Regions from separate parts of the Zea mays genome. Here region 1 is linked to region 2. Evidence: chromatin contacts called from public Hi-C data. All regions are on one chromosome and are shown on one strand. Each heading gives the region's core, a stretch centred on a gene start, on an enhancer-like site or on the middle of the called end of the contact. The rest is flanking DNA. Distances are from core to core; before and after follow the strand shown.

The links. A called contact is a pair of places that touch in the nucleus more often than the background predicts.
Region 1: a Hi-C map of root tip shows a contact between it and region 2, with 4 times the contacts expected there. The contact joins two enhancer-like sites. A contact is called at or near these places in 10 of 25 Hi-C or Micro-C datasets (bundle sheath, ear, leaf and 3 more) and 1 of 3 datasets of contacts at active chromatin or transcription factors (seedling).

Annotation. Positions count from the first base shown.
Region 1 is chr6:150,012,607-150,017,066 of Zm-B73-REFERENCE-NAM-5.0, forward strand. It overlaps LOC542211, which reads right to left. Exons shown (of 58, transcript NM_001111823.2): 50 at 4,157-4,330; 51 at 3,944-4,072; 52 at 3,775-3,858; 53 at 3,641-3,702; 54 at 3,481-3,553; 55 at 2,945-3,079; 56 at 2,289-2,462; 57 at 1,935-2,200; 58 at 1,551-1,826. The coding sequence ends at 1,808. Among protein-coding and RNA genes, the nearest start is that of LOC103630237, 24 kb to the right of the region's middle. Within about 2 kb of position 2,050, at least 5 of the 20 cell types and tissues checked have an H3K27ac peak or open chromatin away from gene starts, as enhancers often do. A contact at or near this core is called in root tip, where this site is marked.
Region 2 is chr6:149,797,185-149,801,428 of Zm-B73-REFERENCE-NAM-5.0, forward strand. No RefSeq gene overlaps it. Among protein-coding and RNA genes, the nearest start is that of LOC103630236, 30 kb to the left of the region's middle. Within about 2 kb of position 1,552, at least 5 of the 20 cell types and tissues checked have an H3K27ac peak or open chromatin away from gene starts, as enhancers often do. A contact at or near this core is called in root tip, where this site is marked.

The sequences.
Region 1 (4,460 bases), core at 800-3,299, 220 kb after region 2:
GACAGATCGAACCGGAGGATGGATGACCTGATCAAGTACTAGGATCAAAGATGGTTGCCAAGCGGAAGCCTCTAACAAGCACTAACTTAATATTGGTTTTCAGGCAAGCCCCGATGCATTCAGTGGTGCCATGTCGATACGAGCACATGTTCTACTTGACTAAGCTCCGATGCATTCACCCCTTTCCTTATTGTTTACAAAAAAAATTACCTTACATGATGTATATGTGATAGGAGTTGTGTGATGAAACAATTGATGCATTACCATCCTTGGAAACTTGATTATCATCCTTGATACCTTTTTTATGAAAAGCTAGTGATGCTTAGCCCTGCTTATTAAATTAGGTTTTGTTTTTAAAAGATGATGTGCAACAGTGGATATGGGAATTTATGAGGTTTTGTTTTTAAAAGATGATGTGCAACAGTGGATATGGGAATTTATGGAAAAGGGACTTGTAATGATGAAGGCATCATTTGCGATGATGAATTCATCATTCAAGTAGGGTACCTCTCTCAGGTACCAAGTTTGGGGGATACTTTAAAAATAGAGACCAGATGTTGAGCATGAAAGTTCGCATGTTTATGTCGATTAAAAACGGTTCGTTGTAGGCTTGCTGATCAAGGACTTTTTAGCTAGCAACATACCACGTAAAGGGTAAGCCTGAACCCGGCTATTCCATACGTGAAAAAACAACCACACACTGGACATGGGAGATGGCGGGATGTACTCTCCTGGCCAAGAGGCTAGACCGCTAGATGCAGTATTGTGCTCCTAGATAGCGCGGACCGGTTCACGTTTTGAAAGATCCATGAGAATGGTTGACATATGCATTGTAACTTTTGTAATAAGATTTTCGCTATAAATTTTGGTATGTAATTTGTGTTTACTTAATCTTGTGATCATAGTTATAAGTGGTTTATCCGAGATCCTTAGAATACTCGAGCAGATCATACATAACCGTCTAAGCTCTTTAAGACGAGGACACATACATATAGATCCAATAACTTAGGAGGTTCTGTAACAAATCTCGCCTTCACAAACAAGGATAATCTTCGCTCGGCGAAGCACTAGAGCCCTGCGATGAAACCAACCTCTGACGCCACCTTTGCAAGCAATTCTCCCTCAATTTTGGCCCAATAGCATTTGCACCGAAGCAAAACCAGAACGTGACTCTCAAAAAAAACGTGGACATATTTAGACTTGTCAGGGATTATTTAGACTTAATAAATTCATCTCACAAATTAGACATGACATATGCAATTAATTTTATAATAAGCACATGTTTAGTCTTAATTAGTATCCAAACCTGGACTAAACTTTGGTCTAGAGGATCCGACACCCTCTTAACATTTTCAGTCAGACCTTGTTCGGTTATTCCCGTTACACATGGATTTGATGAGATTAGAAAAATTAAGAAGAAAATTTAACTTGCTTGAGATTTAAACCAATCCGATCTCACTCAATCCACATAAATTGAGAGCTAATCGAACAAACCCTCAAGTGGCACGGAAGAAAACCTAAGGCTATCTTCAACAGCTTACACATTCTTATACTCATATTCAAAAATCCACCCTGCGAACAGTACAATCTACAAACAATACAATCTACAGTACAAAAACAGTGTTTTGGATGGCCATAAGGGTGAACTGCTAAACACGGTCTAAGAAACTGACAAAAGGATGGTCCAAGGCATCTTGAAGTTCTGCTAATTACAAAGCTGCACATACAAACTGTCACCACGAAACTTCTATGCACACGGTATTCACAATATTTACATGTTATAAACTGCTACTGTTTCCAAGAGAGCTCACCAGAACGGACACCACCTGTGAAACAAACAAGCAACAAACAGTGAGTCACAAAAAAAGATGGTTGGCCCAGAATTACAGAACGGGGCAGCTGCAAGAAAGGAGGAAGTTCGAACAGATTCATACCCGACATAGTTTTGGCACAAATTTTCGTGTGAAGTCGCTTGGAGTATGAGCTTCTGAACCTGAACCTTCACTGAGAGACCAGGTTGGGCATCCCGGGCATCTCCTGAAGCCAAATGCTCACTGCCATGTTGGATAGAGCTACCTGCTCCAGCCAAAGCTGACCCAGAAGAGAAGTCACGCCCTGTTAGTTTGTCACTCATCCGTGCCATCACAGCTACAGCACGCTCATTCAAAACCTCATTGGCATCACCGAGTTGATTGACAGCCTGCATGGACAAAATTAATGGTTACTCATCCAGGTGAGTGGTCGGGTTTAGTGCAATCAGACCACGAGGATGGAGAAGAGCAGGTAACCTGTAGCAGTTCCCTCTCACGTGCTCCTCGCTGAGGTTGCATGAGCTCTCGGTTAGCCACTGCTTCTTCACTACTGACAACCGTGTGAGCATGAACATTACCATAGTTCGACACTTGAGGAACCTCATTGAAATTGAACAGACGCCAATTGATTAACGGGTCATGTACAAATGCCTGGGGAGAGCAAAAGCAAAATATTTAAAATGCTTAATAAGCACAAGATCGCCAAGCATGTAGGTAGGTGGTACAAATAACACACACAACGAAGAACTGAAGACAAAAGGATATAGTCATCTTCCTATTGTGTTCTCCAAACAATCCCCCATTACAAAATCAGACCGTTGTAGAAACATTGGGAGCATCAACTCAAAATATAGTACACAGATATGACAAATTAGTCTGCTATTTAATTTCTGCTAAATAAGGATACACATTTCTTTAGTGAGTGACATCTTGTTTTATCTAATCAAGCTCTTGATTTCTGATTGAATCCAGCCTTAAGAAAACTAACTCCTAACCATTATTTATTTTTTTACTTTTCAGAATCTGTACTAGTAATAAAAATAACAGCGGCATCTGAAGTGAAGAAACTAAAGATTTCTCCAAGATATACGCTATGCAATAGGGTCATACGGAAAATAAGGTGATAATCTCACCTCCATCATGGCCATAACGCTGTCTCTGTTTGTGCGAAGGACTTGCATCACATTTTCACAAGTTGTTCGGAATGTACCCTCAATACCGCTAACTTCCATAGCTTTCACAAGCATTCGAGTCAAACGGAATGGTACCTACACCGTACATTGCAAACTGGTAAGATACTGTCACAAACAAAAATGTAATGTCTAAGTCACAGTGAGGAGTACAAGTCATGAACACATTTCTAAATGTTAAACGTGCCTCCAAAAAGGCAAGTACATACTTTGACCACTAATTTCTCTTATAGTCTATCAATATAAAGTCTCAAGCATGGACTACTGATTTCTCTAGTATATTGTCCACGATAATAAAATCTTAATCATAAGAAAACACTTTCGAATCAAATGGTGCAAAGTTTGTATCGTGCAATCTACACACTGGTATATTAATTTCTGGCCAAAGTTTATAAAGTTTGAAAGTTGAAACACCTACACCTTATAAAAAGAAAGTGAGGGAATAATTAAGGTATAATGCACACAGCAAGATTACTTACTTTTTCAGGGAACTTTTCTCGATTCATTGAAGCCTCAAAGCAATCTCCGAAGTCGATGTGTAATATTTTTCCACTGAAGAAAAAAGAACAATTTTATTACAGAAGTAACCGCATAATGCATACACTATACACTAATGGAAGAATAGTTCTGAAGATGTACCTATAGCGATCTAACATAAGGTTGCTTGGATGCCGATCTCCTAAACCAAGCAAATACCCAACCTGAAAATTACCTTTTCAGCATCTTAAAGTAATCAAGATTCCATTTGAAAATCAGAAGAAAGTAGCCCATACCATGCTCATAACAGCCAGGCTTCTAGCGTAGTTTGTGCGGCGCTCAAGCCATACTTCCGAAGTTCGACTCTTCAGCCACAGAACCTGCCACAGTTTATTTATATAGAATGAGGCTACAACATCGTAAATATAAAGGACATACTCATTAAGAGAAGATACATAACAATACCTTCGCAAGGTCATTTCCCTCAGTATTTTGCAAAGCATGCTGAAACACTTCCACCTTTGCAATGAGGGGTAAGTGATCATAATCGGGTGCAAAAGCCAACATAAGTCTGTGCTCCTGATTCAAGAAAATCTGGACACGGAAACAAACACTAATTGCTAAATAAAATAAATCAAATATATATAGCTACGAGACAAGAGAATACAGCAAACAAACCTTCCTGGCATCTCTGTATTCACGGATCAGAGCATGAAGTGTGTCACAGTTTGGAACCCATCCAATTAAACCACTGTTAGGTGACAAAGGTATAACAGCATATCTTTGGATTGATAAATCCTTCTCTGATGTTTTCCTTGAGTTCTCTAGGAGAGTATTCACCAAACCAAAAAGCTAAATGGAGAAGAAAGGAAATTAGATATTGTACAAGAACAAAATTACACAAAAAAAGTAAACAAGAGGTAATATTTTATGCTATTTTCACGATCAAGAATAGCATTGAAACTAGTAAATTATTCTTATG
Region 2 (4,244 bases), core at 302-2,801:
CCCTAGAACCCCGGACGGGATTTAAGTTTTCAAATTGGCCGGCGATGTCTATGTGGTCACATAACATGTATATTCTTGTATTAGTTTGTCGGTCAAACTCGATTTTTGACAGTCGAAACACGCCTTATATTTCTGGATGATAGGGAGTAGTGTTGATTAAGGATATTTGACAATTGACACTATTTTTGCGAGCACTTGAAACTTGTGTGTCTACCTGAAATGGCGGGACAATAAATATACATGTTCTGTGTTGAATCTTGTCTGCTATGACGAATATAAAGAATTGCTGTCACTACTTTGTGCTTTGGTAGAAAGGCACATTGGGAACTTCTACATGTAAATCTTTGAGACCTTGAAGCAGGTATAGATGAATTACCTGAACTGACGACATATATCTATGTATATACAAAAAAAAACATCTGAGGTTAATGTCACCACGTTTGAGAGCTTAAAAGTTCTACTGCAAATGTGTAAACCAGGTTTTCCCCCCTTCTCTAAATATGATTTAACACTTTGGATCGAGTCTACATTGCTTATTTGGTCGAATCAGATTGTTGTGATGAAGGTTTATAATAGACATCACTATGTTAAAATGAACTGTTATTTGTATTTATAGATCACATGCAATTGTACAAACAAATGTGTTTTAGAAAACAAAGACAATTTGACCAAACGTAGGGCTACACCAAACCCTGAGGATAGCACCATGTAAGGAACCTCTGGATTCTGGAAGGTACAAATCGTTACCTTGTCATTAGGGAGTGGTAATGGGCTCTAAACTTTACACTATAAAATTTAAAGATCGGATTAGAGTCAGACTTTATTTCTATTTAATTTTAAACTAAAATTAATTAAGGACTCAAATAAATTGTGAACAAGCATTTGGATGGTGATATGTTACCACCCTTATTTGTCATATTCTATTAGATGGAATGAGCAATAATACGGGATTAGGTCAGATCTTAAATGGGTATATACCCGTTTCTGCCGTCATTCTCAGTGTCATACACGCTTAGGTTGCAGTCAATCAACGCTTGTTGACGAGGATCTGTTCATCCTTTTGATTTTTGTTTAGCTACTCTAGTATTGACCTCAGTACATATGTATTTGTATTGAGCTGAATTGGTGTGTAAATTAAACTAATTTATACTTTAATCTACCTCAACACATGTGGTATTGGGATCAATACTAGAGTATTCAAACTAGACCTCTAGGCTTGTTTGGTAGCAAAGGCAATGAAGAGATTAGCGAGGGATTCTAGCTCGTTCAATCCCTTCCATTACCCTTGCTCCCAAACTAGCCAAACAAGGCCTCCAAAGGCAGATGGTCCACTATGAAAATCTGTTTTTTTTGCATTTTAGCACTCCTTTTAAACAAATTTCACATTTAGTCACTCGAGGAAGTATTCCCGTTTTTATACCCTTTGCTCAACGCGATAAATCGTAGCGTCGAGGTAATACGGCTCGGCGCCACAACCCATGACACCCAAGGTATTGACCTTGCTGGTATGTGTAAACCGAGCTGGCGGTGGCGTGTCCGAGCTTGGCGCCACGATTCACGGTGCCAAGCTCCTGTCTTCGGATTCTAGTGAGATTTGCTTGCACCCTGTTTGCCCGCTTCGCCTTTGCACACTGGGTGACCCTTTCTAGGTGAGTTAGCTAGTTGTTCGCAAATCTCCTCGGATTTCCAAAATAATTCTGCCTTTTGTATTCAAGGCAAATCTTCTCGGATTTCCAAAACAACTAGTATACTGTGCGCGTGTACTGCACCTGCTCGAGCTATTCTTGCGCTTGTACTGCACCAACGCATGCCGACGGGCGAGCTGCACGAGCTGTTGTCGCGCTTGAAGAGCGATGGCAGCGGCGTGTCGTCCACTCGAGACACTCAATAGGAACAGGCTCTCCCGTCATCTGCTGCCTCGCCATTGACGCTGCGCCCTTCTGCTTCCGTAGTTCAGCATCAGCACGCGGGATCTGATGGTCGGACAAAGTAGCGATGCCGACGACACAGACTCAGACTATCGACCCGCTCCTCCTCGACGTTGAACTTGGCGCTCTCATTGTCGGGCATCACAAATTCCATGTTGAAGAAGGCGGCGGCGGCGGATCGTCGACGCGATAAAATGGACGTGGTGGTTGAAATATTTACACATTACCTTCTACAAGATTATATATATATATATATATATTTTTATTTTAGAAAGTAGACAAAGAAATAGTAGGCAACATATCTTATCACATGCAAGCGGTGGGTCAGTAACAAGCTGATCCCAAAGCATAGTGTTTTCCCTGTCACGTATGTTGGAACTTGCTCTCCGGTGCAAGCTGATCCAACGGGGGAGTGTAGCAACGCAAACAGGGTTTAAGTACGAGATAGCAATAGCTCTGTTGATCTGGCCTCTAACGGGCACTGTGCGAGGGTATTTATAGGTATCTGAGTGCCCACCGTCCCGTGTTAAGGACACATGTGCCCTCAGACACCTAGGTTCTCCCCGGAATATTCTCATAAAGCGGGGTTACAGACCGTAATTATAGGGAGGCCTTTACAAATTAGGCCCGTAACGCGCAACGGCCACGCAGGGCCTGTTACAATGGGCCGGATCGCACGCGGGCCTCCATTCTGGGCGAGGTCGGAAGATGAGACGACCTCGTCACAGGTCTTCGTCCGACGATGTATGAGATGAAAGGGTAAGTCTGCCCGTTGTCTTGTCATCGTTGGCGCAGCGAGTACGACGAAGGCCTCGAGCGAAGGGTAGCGTCTTCGCCTTCGCCCCAACATTTGCCCTCCGAGGGACCAGTTCGACAAAGTCATCTGGTGCCGAAGACGTCGCTAGATGGCGGAGACTCTGCCCTCGCTCGAAGTGGTTCCGCGGGGTTTTTGACATGACCGTTGATTGACGCCGTACTGTTGGATTGCGAGTTTCCCGAAGCGCCGCGCCCTGTGTATAAAAGGGGACGGGGGGCGGCGCGTTTTGAACTTTATCTTTCCGCGCTCCGCGAAAACCCTAACCGCCTTCTCAATCCTCTCGCTGCTCGTCTGCCCTCCTTGCTCTTGTTCGCCGGAGATCTGGCCCGTGTGAAGCAGACCGCCCGCCACCGCCGACGGTACGTAGCGATGCCGACCTCTTCTTCTTCTGCTGCCGCTACGCCGCCGGCCGACGCGTCGTCTGAGGAGACGCTGAGCGCTGAGGCGGCGGCGGAGTTGCGCGCCGGCGACACGGTGGATTTCGGTGTGTCGCGGATGTCCTCGGTCCGCGTGCAAGATATGCAGCAGCTTGGTTACTTTGGAGGCGGAGTCGCTCGTGTCCCGGGGACGGAGGAGGTCCCCGAGCCAGAAGGCGAGTTGGTTGTCTTCGAGGCGTTCTTTGCCGCTGGTCTTCGCCTACCTGCGCACCGATTCGTGGGAGAAGTCCTGTGCAGATTTAACGTCCAGATCCACCAGCTGACTCCGAATGCCGTGGTGGCTCTGTCGAAATATGTCTGGGCGACGACTTCGTACGGCGGACAGCCATCGATCGAAGTCTTCGCGAAGTACTATTGCCTGCACTGGCAGAAAAGGATGATCAGAAATAAGGTTGCTCAGTTTGGGTCCTGTACATTTACGCCGAAGACCGGCAAGACCTCGATGGAGGTAGTTGAGTTGGTTCCTTGCGCCCGCAATAAATGGGGCAACTGGCATGAGTTTTGGTTCTACGTTGCGGAGGGCGCCGTCGAAGACCATCCGGGGCTCCCCGTGGCCGAGATGTGCTCGCATTATTACTCAGCATACCCGCAGTTTGAAGTGGCGGAGGAGGATGCAAACGAAGGGGCCCTGCGGTGCGCGGCTGGCCTGAGTAGCGGGCGCGATTTGGTTGAGGAGTTTGTGGCGTATGGGGTGTGGCCTTTGGCGCATGGCTGGGCGCTGGGCGAAGTATGCCCTCGCCAGATGCCTTCCCGTGGTGGGATGTTGGTGCGAAGTCCCGCCTTCGCACTGGATCTGCATAGCCGCGATCATGCCGCGTTTGTGCGTGAGGCGGAGGATGGGGCGGTGCGGATTGTTGGTCGGTACGTGCTGAAGACGGAAGGCCAGCGTAGCTGGGATATACGCGGGTCCAACGACCGCTTGAACAGGGTCTTCGAGTTGAACCGTCTGCCGTATGGCGGTTATCCCGGGCAAGACGATGTGGATCGTCGTGGGAAGAAGCCGGCGGCAGAGACTGGAGACGACCCCGCGCCGGCGGCCGCCCCATCCTCTAAGAAGAGGAA